2 separate regions of the Mus musculus genome follow, and region 2 is linked to region 1. Evidence: chromatin contacts called from public capture Hi-C data. All regions are on one chromosome and are shown on one strand. Each heading gives the region's core, a stretch centred on a gene start, on an enhancer-like site or on the middle of the called end of the contact. The rest is flanking DNA. Distances are from core to core; before and after follow the strand shown. Region 1 holds the start of Clec7a (C-type lectin domain family 7, member a). Region 2 holds the start of Klra2 (killer cell lectin-like receptor, subfamily A, member 2).

Region 1 (5,053 bases), core at 1,359-3,858:
GTATAATGACATATGTGGATAGAAATGTCCCTGGAAATTCCATTGGTTTGTACGCTAGCCTAAAAACAAGGAAAAGGAGAATTATCAACTGAAGAATGATAATTGTTATTGATTTTTAAAATATCTTTTATTTGATACTTATAGACACAAATGTGCAAGTATGTTTATCAATATATATTCATTGGGCGTGGGTGGGTAGGGGAACAGGGCGCAGGGAGGGTATAGGGAATTTTCGGGATAACATTTGAAATGTATATAAAGAAAATATCAAATAAATAAATAAATAAATAAATAAAAGAAAAAATTCATGTTGAGTAAGAAGATTAATTTCTTAGGAAGTGTAAGTATGACGACTATACATAAGATTCTTAACTCTTAGAAGCAGTTTTTCATTTTTTATGACACTTTTATATGTTTATGTGATGAAATTTAATTCTTTCCATGTCCCATACTCCTCTGTCACCCACTACCTTCCCCCACAGGAGGCTATCATATCAACAACCCCCTCAGACTTTTAAGTCTCTACCCCAAGGGTGACCCAGAATTTAGTTAATTAGCAATGACTGAGGGGAATTTGGCAGGGACTGTTGGCTTGCATTCTCTTGTCTGCGTCTTCTTATGAAATACGGATGTCCTTTTCCTCTAGACACTGAAAGAGGATTTCTCACTCCCTCTCCCTCTCATGTGAAGATCTCATGGCATGGGCCAGGGTCATCTTCCTCTTTGTGTCATTTTCTCAGATGTCAGCATACCTTATTTGGTGGGAGGATTCCTACATCTCACCATGCTGCGTTGCAAAGATTGCATTATTGGATTGAATGTGGATATTGAGATAGGCAGACACAACCCCTCTATGACATATCCAGGAATACTCAGTAAGACTTGTGTGGCAGACTATGTAAGATGAAGGCTCTCACTCGCTGCTGAGTGCTCTATTGTCTCTATCCATATTAGACTTTGAGAGGTACATACTCATTTTCAGATAACAACTGCTCCCATCTTCACCAGTACACCTGGCAGGCCCATAATGGCTTCCAAGTAAATAAGGGCTTTGTTCCTAAGGACTGATGGGTCCAAAAGCCTGAGGTACCTATACAAGTATGCTCGTAGTGCTACCAGTTTCTTAAGTCAGAGCTGAGTTTGTATCCCATGATCAGGGAGAATACTGAGTTTTTGAGATCTTGTCTCAAAAAACAAAACAAAACAGAACAAAACAAAAACATCTTGACAGCAGGTGGTAGGTAAATCCACTCTTACAGCAGATATGTTTGGGATTTGCAATATAGTATCTTTTCTCTGGCATGAGAAGTCCACCACCCTGAACAGTCTCCTCAAGGGCAAACATTCGAGGATGATTGTCCTTGCTCTTCCTCACAGTCTCTGGGAATTGGAGGAGAGTGCATTGTTTCCAGGTGTGCCACTGCCTCAAGTCATAAAGATGAGGAGTTTCTTAGTTTAATAAGTGCCAATTGACAAGTCCTGATGAAGACTCACTCTAGCTATCCCTTTAGTATTGCAGCTTTTTTTTTATTAGCACACTCTAGCCTTGAAAAAGTCTTCAAATTTTGTTTTGTGGACTCTGACTTCCATTCATGGAAAACCTTCTTCTCCAATTCAATCATATCCTTAAACTAAGTCTATTCTCATTTCTTTGATGTTCTCCTTGTTGACTTACAGCAGTAATCAAGTGATGGTTGTTTCAAAACTGTACTTATTTGATCATTTTTTGTTAATCTGAGAATTGCAAGAGAGGAGAGAGAGAGAGAGAGAGAGAGAGAGAGAGAGAGAGAGAATGAGAATTTATTTTTATGTTTCAGGCTATTATATGTATCATAAGAGTCCAGAAGAATGAAGCCAGTGCAACAGTAAGTAATTCCAAGTCTTAAAAACTTAGTAGACTTTGTTCTAGTCCCTTGTTCTAGTTTTGAAATTTCCATCTTCGAGTATCCATGTCTTCTTCTCCTTATTTGAAAATAGTAATGCTAATATGTGCTAAAGCGTAATTCTTAGAGAGGGCGACAGAATGAGAATGCGGGTGTGCTGTGAAGTAACTAAGGCAGAATCATTCCCAGTAAATGTTTGCGCCTATCTATTTCTACTCCATGATAAACCTCCAAGAGAATCATTCGCTTTGTGTCGCTGGAGTGATGTACTTTGGATGCTCAGCTGTGATTCCTCCATCAGGCAATAAATTTCCTTGTGGAGAGCCTTCCGCCAATGCTGCCGACTCCAGGCAGTTATAGAGTATTTACTACAATGGATGGCATGAACACATGAAAGGATGTGGGGATGCAATCAGAGTTCTAACAAGCCAGTGTCGAATTCAAGACACTCAAACTGCTTAAAAGTTTATGTAGGCCATACCAATTAATCGTGTCAGTTTCAATGGGGAGTGTAACCAATGTCTTTTAAGACTGTAGTCAATGGATCAGTCATACAGTTGATCTAAAACGACAGTCATGCATCATACAGCATTTCAGTTTTCTTCAGAAGTTACAGCCTCAGAAACAGGATCTAGAGGAAAAAAGGGAAATTACTCCAACGCGTTTTCATTTCCTGCTTTGGGCACTGGCTTGACTACTTAAGCTGTGCTCCATGAACCTCGCAAAGGGCTGTTTCAGGGTTTGGGTTAGTGAGCCTCATCCTGGCAGTTATTTTATAGTAAAGAACATTCAAGTGCTCTGCCTACCTAGGGCCCTGTGAAGCAATGAAATATCACTCTCATATAGAGAATCTGGATGAAGATGGATATACTCAATTAGACTTCAGCACTCAAGACATCCATAAAAGGCCCAGGGGATCAGAGAAAGGTATCCATTTTCTTTCTGCTAACAGCACCTTTGTTCTCATTAACTGAAATAACAGAAGTAGAGACCTGGAGAGATTCTTGATTTGTAGAACTGCCTACAAAAATATATTTTCATATATGCGTGTGTGTATGATATATATTTGGTATATGTGGTATGTATATGATATGTATATATATATATATACATGTATACACACATATATATGTATGTATGTATATATATGTATATATATATATATATATATGTATATATATATATATATACATGTATACACACACGTGTGTGTGTGTGTGTGTGTGTGTGTATAGTTTTAAAGACTGCTGGAAGTCATCAACGACTTCCACAAATTGCTTTTGGTTTATGGCAGAAAACAGGACTACTCTACTCTACAGTCAGAGGTAGCACTGGTAACATGAGTAAAAGAGAAAGATGAAAGAATTTTAGTAGAGTTGCTTTTTCCTTGTTTTTTAGCAACTTGTGAGGGGGCCAGGAAACAGATAAACGAACAACCTGTACAATCATACAACACAGTATGCTAAAGTCATGGTCCTCTATGCAACCATAGAGGAGTGTGTGGGAAATAAAAATGAATGCATCTTTGGTTAAACCCAAAGAGAAGCCAGGAGTCATGGGGTGTAAATCCCAAATCCGCTATGCTCTTTTGGTAAGAGATTAATTTGGATTTTATAAAACGAGATGTTAGTATGTCAGCTATGGAAAACACAAGCTACATTAAAATGTCTCATTATCAGGAGATAGATATTAAAACGGAAACAAGACAAGAATAAAGGACATTAAAGTCCTAACACGGAGTGAGTGTTTTAGTCTCTTTCAGGGTCACCTATTGGGCAGCTCTATGACTTGGCTTTCTGTTGTTGGTATCATCAGCTTAAAACAAAAATCAGTTCGCTGTTAACTTAAAGGAAGAGATGACTGACGGGTTCTAATGTCAGTTTGTTTTCTTCCGCTTTTTGATGTTCACATTATGCAATTATTTATAACCACTTACACAATCACTCTCTTGTGAAATTTGCTTGGAAAATAGTCTAAAAATTGATTGAGGGAAGGGGCATGGCTTATATGCGTATGCTGCGTAAACTAAAGTGCTCAGTCCCAGCAACAGTATTTGAAGGTACTATTGATCTAATTTCAAAACTTGGAAATAAAAAAAATAAATAAAAACAAAGGCATAGAGAAAATAACTTGTTTAAATCATGCACCATATAAATGACAAGAAAAAGCTATCCTTAGTCATTGGTGCTGTTTCTCCTACAGAAAGCTATTTGCTCTGTGACCAAGTAGGACTTCAGGGAATGGATAGTGTCCAGATCTATAGACTAGCCTGTGAGCCTACAATGGAGGAGTTACAGATGGTATGGCCATGATGCCATGGCTGAAGCAATGGAGGAAGAGGCATCCTGAAGTTGGAGGAAAATGGAGATTTACACTACAATGTTAGATTCTCAAGTCGCTAGAGCCTAGTGTCTGCTGATCCCTTTAGAACCACCCAAATTTCAGGGAACTAAGCTGTTAAAGAGTTCCATCATCTTCCCTCATTTTCTTTCTCATCTCTCTTACTTTCCAGGAAGCCAGGCTCCATCTTCACCTTGGAGGCCCATTGCAGTGGGTTTAGGAATCCTGTGCTTTGTGGTAGTAGTGGTTGCTGCAGTGCTGGGTGCCCTAGGTGAGTATGGGTGAGGGAGGTTGATGCAGTCGTAAACAGTGATTATGCAATTAATTGATGCCAAGAACTCTCTCAAGGGCTTGGCATGCATAACCTCATTTAATCTGTATATTAATTCCATTAAGTTTGTGCTATTAATTTCTGTTTTAGTTATAGGAGAATTGAGAGAGTGGAAGATTAACTCTTCCATAGTTATAACCTAGTTATTGGTGAGATTATAAGAAATGGTGGATTATAGAAAATCTGCTTAGTAAAACATATATTCATGAGTATATTACTCTACTATAGATAGGTGATTTTCTTTTTAAAGTAAAACTGAAAGTAAAAGTTAGTGGAGGGAAACTTGCAGAGTCAAAAGAAGCCTAATCTTTCCTAGGAGACAGATGTATTAAATGAGTTTTGTGTAATTTTTGAACATCTCATGACATGATACATGGGAATTATCTTTTTTTTATTTAGGTATTTATTTCAGTTACATTTCCAATGCTATCCCAAAAGTCCCCCACACGCTCCCCCACCCACTCCCCCACCCTCCCACTCCCACTTCTTGGCCCTGGCG
Region 2 (5,053 bases), core at 1,833-4,332, 1.8 Mb before region 1:
CATTTGACAAAATCCAACACCCATTCATGATAAAAGTCTTGGAAAGATCAGGAATTCAAGGCCCATACCTAACCATGATAAAAGCAATCTACAGAAAACCAGTAGCCAACATCAAAGTAAATGGTGAGAAGCTGGAAGCAATCCCACTAAAATCAGGGACTAGACAAGGCTGCCCACTTTCTCCGTACCTATTCAACATGGTACTTGAAGTCCTAGCCAGAGCAATTCCACAACAAAAGGAGATCAAGGGGATACAAATTGGAAAAGAGGAAGTCAAAATATCACTTTTTGCAGATGATATGATAGTATATATAAGTAACCCTAAAAATTCCACCAGAGAACTCCTAAACCTGATAAACAGCTTCGGTGAAGTAGCTGGATATAAAATTAACTCAAACAAGTCAATGGCCTTTTTGTACACAAAGGATAAACAGGCTGAGAAAGAAATTAGGGAAACAACACCCTTCTCAATAGTCACAAATAAAATACCTTGGAGTGACTCTAACTAAGGATGTGAAAGGTCTGAATGAAAAGAACTTCAAGTCTCTGAAGAAAGAAATTAAAGAACATCTCAGAAGATGGAAAGATCCCCCATGCTCATGGATTGGCAGGATCAACATTGTAAAAATGACTATCTTGCCAAAAGCAATCTACAGATTCAATGCAATCACCACCAAAATTCCAACTCCATTCTTCACCGAATTAGAAAGAGCAATCTGCAAATTCATCTGGAATAACAAAAAACCTAGGATAGTAAAAACTTTTCTCAAGGATAAAAGAACCTCTTTTGGAATCACCATGCCTGACCTAAAGCTGTACTACAGAGCAATTGTGTTACAAATGGCATGGTACTGGTATAATGACAGAAAAGTAGAGCAATGGAACAGAATTGAAGACCCAGAGATGAACCCACACACCCATGGTCACTTGATCTTCGTCAAGGGAGCTAAAACCATCCAGTGGAAAAAAGACAGCATTTTCAAGAAATGGTGCTGGCACAACTGGTGGTTATCGTGTAGAAGAATGCGAATTGATCCATTCCTATCTCCTTTTACTAAGGTAAAATCTAAGTGGATCAAGGAGTTCCACAGAAAACCAGAGACACTGAAACTTATAGAGGAGAAAGTGGGGAAAAGCCTCGAAGATATTGGCACAGGGGAAAAATTCCTGAATATAACAGCAATGGCTTGTGCTGTAATATCAAGAATTGACAAGTGCGACCTCATGAAACTGCAAAGCTTCTGTAAGGCAAAAGACACCGTCAATAAGACAAAAAGACCACCAACAGATTGGGAAAGGATCTTTACATATCCTAAATCAGATATAGGACTAATATCCAATATATATAAAGAATTCAAGAAGGTGGACTCCAGAAAATCAAATAACCCCATTAAAAAATGGGGCTCAGATCTAAACAAAGAATTCTCACCTGAGGAATACCGAATGGCAGAGAAGCACCTGAAAAAATGTTCAGCATTCTTAATCATCAGGGAAATGCAAATCAAAACAACCCTGAGAGTCCATCTCACACCAGTCAGAATGGCTAAGATCAAAAATTCAGGTGACAGCAGATGCTGGCGAGCACGTGGAGAAAGAGGTACACTCCCTCACTGTTGGAGGGATTACAAGCTTGTATAACCACTTCGGTAATCAGTCTGGTGGTTTCTCAGAAAATTGGACATGGTACTACCAGAGGATCCCTCAATACCTCTGCTGGGCATACATCCAGAAGATGTTCCAATTAGTAAGAAAGAAATATGCTCCACTATGTTCATAGTAGCCTTATTTATAATAGCCAGAAGCTGGAAAGAACCCAGATGCCCCTCAACAGAGGAATGGATACAAAAATTGTGGTACATTTATACAATGGAGTACTACTCAGCTATTAAAAAGAATGGATTTATGAAATTCCTAGGCAAATGGTTGGACTTGGAGGGCATTATGCTGAGTGAGGTAACCCAATCACAAAAGAACTCAAATGATATGTACTCACTGATAAGTGGATATTAGCCCAGAAACTTAGAATACCCAAGATATAAGTTACAATTTGCAAAACACATGAAACTCAAGAAGAACGAAGACCTAAGTATGGACACCTTGCCCCTTCTTAGAATTGGGAATAAAACACCCATGGAAGGAGTTACAGAGACAAAGTTTGGAGCTGAGACAAAAGGATGGACCATCTAGAGACTGCCATATCCAGGGATCCATCCCATAATCAGCCTCCAAACGCTGACACCATTTCATACACTAGCAAGATTTTGCTGATAGGACCCTGATATAGCTGTCTCTTGTGAGACTACGCAGAGGCCTAGCAAACACAGAAGTGGATGCTCACAGTCAGCTATTGGATGGATCACAGGGCCCCCAATAAAGGAGCTAGAGAAAGTACCCAAGGAGCTAAAGGGATGTGCAACCCTATAGATGGAACAACATTATGAACTAACCAGTACCCCGGAGCTTTTGACTCTAGCTGCATATGTATCAAAAGATGGCCTAGCCAGCCATCATTGTAAACATAGGCCCATTGGACTTGCAAACTTTTTATGCAGGGGAATGAATGGGCCAAAAATGGGAGTGGGTGGGTAGGGGAGTTGGGGGGAGGGTATGGGGGACTTTTGGGATAACTTTGGAAATGTAAATGAGGAAAATACCTAACTAAAAATAAAAAAAAACTTAGTTTAACAGTTAAAAAAAAAGAACTTTAACAGTGCAAATGCCTTTAAAAGGTATTCGTAAAACACACAGGTACAATAAGTACAATTCAACAACAAGTAAACATTTTCAAATAGAAAAAGAAAATTTCCAACAGCCTATTACAAAATTAGAAGCAGGGGAATTTCAGTCCCCCATTCTTTTCCTATGGTTTTGTTAAGGACACTTATTTTTCTTTCTCTGAAGGAGTGGTATCTTTTCAGTATTCAACTATCAATTATGGAAATCTATTGCAGTATATGCCAGAATACATTGGTCCTTTCCTTTGCTGTCAGAGTCAGCTTTTATTATGCAATTTCCTCTTTTTGCTTAGATCAAGAGGAGGGGCCGAATGTTATGAGCTGGAGTATTACTCAGAGATGATTCAGTTCCGTCATTCTTCTTGAAGCTCTGAGTGTATACAGACCAGGAATGGCCAACTTGTCCCTCAGTTAGTGGATTAATTCCCTTCACCAGAATTACTTCCTGGTAGAGACACAGGTAACAGCTGCTTTTTGTGTTTTTCTATCAGAATTTTACATGCTGTGACTTGTCAGCAGGATTGATGGGGAAACCCTCTTGGTTGTGTCAGATAAAGTTAACTCGGGCAGTATGTGAAAATTGGAGTTCTGTGTTCGTTATTTTATTTCTGAGTGTGTTGTCACTTCTGCTGTGAGCTATGAAATTATGGGCGAGGATCTATGGCATTCATTTAACTGTGTCAAAAGCTTAAATCTAAGTCATTTAGAAGAAGTAATACTAGGAGCCAGGTAAGATGGGTCCATATGAAATTACATGCTGCACAAGTCTGATTGGCCACCTGAGTTTGATCCCTGAAGCCCACTTGAAGGTGGAGTGAGAGAACTCACTTGGTAAAGTTGTCCTCTGGACATACATGTACCATGCCACAGGCAATCCTCCAACAACAACAACAACAACAACAATAATAACAATTAAAAAAAAAGTATTCTGTAGCGGGTAGACTCCTTTTTCTTAAAGAATCTTGGATAGCAGTGGTGGCACACACCTTTAATCCCAGCCTCATGAGATAGGGCAGGTTTATCACTGTGAGTTTGAGGCCAGCCTGATCTACAGAACTAGTTCCAGTATAGTCAAGGGCTACACAAAGAAACCCTGCTGTCCTGAAAACAAAGAAATAAACAAACAAAAAGCCAGCCCCGCCCCCCCCCCAAAAAAAAAAGGAAGAGAGAGAGAGAGAGAGAGAGAGAGAGAGAGAGAGAGAGAGAGAGGGAACAAGTGAAAATTGAATAATTTCAGAAAACTTCATTAAAAATCTAGGGAAGAATCAATCAATATGCAGTTTGTTTTCCATATTATTTGTGGGCTATTATCTCAGTTATTAATGTAAGTGGGAAGACTAATTATAAATATTTCCTATTTAGTAATATAATTATTTATATTATCAGATTGAATCCTTATGGGCATTAGCTAATGATGGCATAGTGACAAAATTTATTTTTATATAGGTTCCTTGTTTGGCAAAATCAAGTATTAGAATGTAATATGTGAAATGATTGTGGACATGGAATAATCTGGGACTAAATTTCTGGTTGTATCCTGCTATTCCCCTCTCTATTGCTCCCATACCCCACCCATGCAATGATCCTTTCCACTTACCTGGTTTCTTTAGGTATTCCGTGTTAGGTGGGATATGTGAAGACTGGGAGCCAGAGCCTCAGATGCCAGAGACCACGCGGCATTTGTCTTTTTGGGTCTGGGTTATTCCACTCAGTAGGATCTTTCGTAGTTGCATCTATTTACCAGGCTGGCCCGGAAGAAGAATATGTAGGATGTGGCTAGGTGGAGAGGTAGGACATCTCAGGAGTTTGAGCTTCAACTCAAGAAACATTTATGTTGGACCCCAAATTTTAGTCATCTTCTGTATTAACATTCACGTATTCTTTTGAAAGTGTTGTCTGGGAAACTTGGATAGATATGTATAACTGAAAAGACAAGACCATTTTTATATTCATGTGTTTAACAAAATGTATACATAATTTTAAAGCAAAACATTTAATTTTTAAAAGAAAGTTTTAAGTTTTGTTATTTGAATTAATAGTTTTAAAGGGTTTTAATGATTTATGGTGGTAGCAATTTTGCCTAACTTTTTCATGTATGTAGAATATTTTGAACAAAGGCAGTTTGAAAATAGTAATGACTTATTCTTATTTTTAAAGTTCTTTCCATTTAAGCAGATTATATGCAAAGAGGTCTCACTTGTGTGTGAGGAAATCAGAGTCAGGGTGTTTGGACCACTAAGAAAATTAATCATGTCTCACCCATTCCCACTCCAATGCAGCATCAGATCCAGGTATCTTCCTAAAGATGGACATTTTAA

What was found. Capture Hi-C pulls out chosen DNA fragments and counts their contacts.
Region 2: a capture Hi-C map of macrophages shows a contact between it and region 1, with 4 times the contacts expected there. The contact joins the promoter of Klra2 here to the promoter of Clec7a in region 1. A contact is called at or near these places in 5 of 39 promoter capture datasets (cranial neural crest, frontonasal cranial neural crest, hematopoietic stem and progenitor cells and 2 more) and 1 of 9 other capture datasets (macrophages).

What each region holds. Positions count from the first base shown.
Region 1 is chr6:129,470,340-129,475,392 of GRCm38.p6, reverse strand. It overlaps Clec7a (C-type lectin domain family 7, member a), which reads left to right and starts at 2,608. Exons shown (of 5, transcript NM_001309637.2): 1 at 2,608-2,810; 2 at 4,396-4,494. The coding sequence starts at 2,708. The region is part of intron 2 of Gm45969 (a long non-coding RNA gene); the gene reads right to left.
Region 2 is chr6:131,245,391-131,250,443 of GRCm38.p6, reverse strand. It overlaps Klra2 (killer cell lectin-like receptor, subfamily A, member 2), which reads left to right and starts at 3,082. Exons shown (of 8, transcript NM_008462.5): 1 at 3,082-3,195.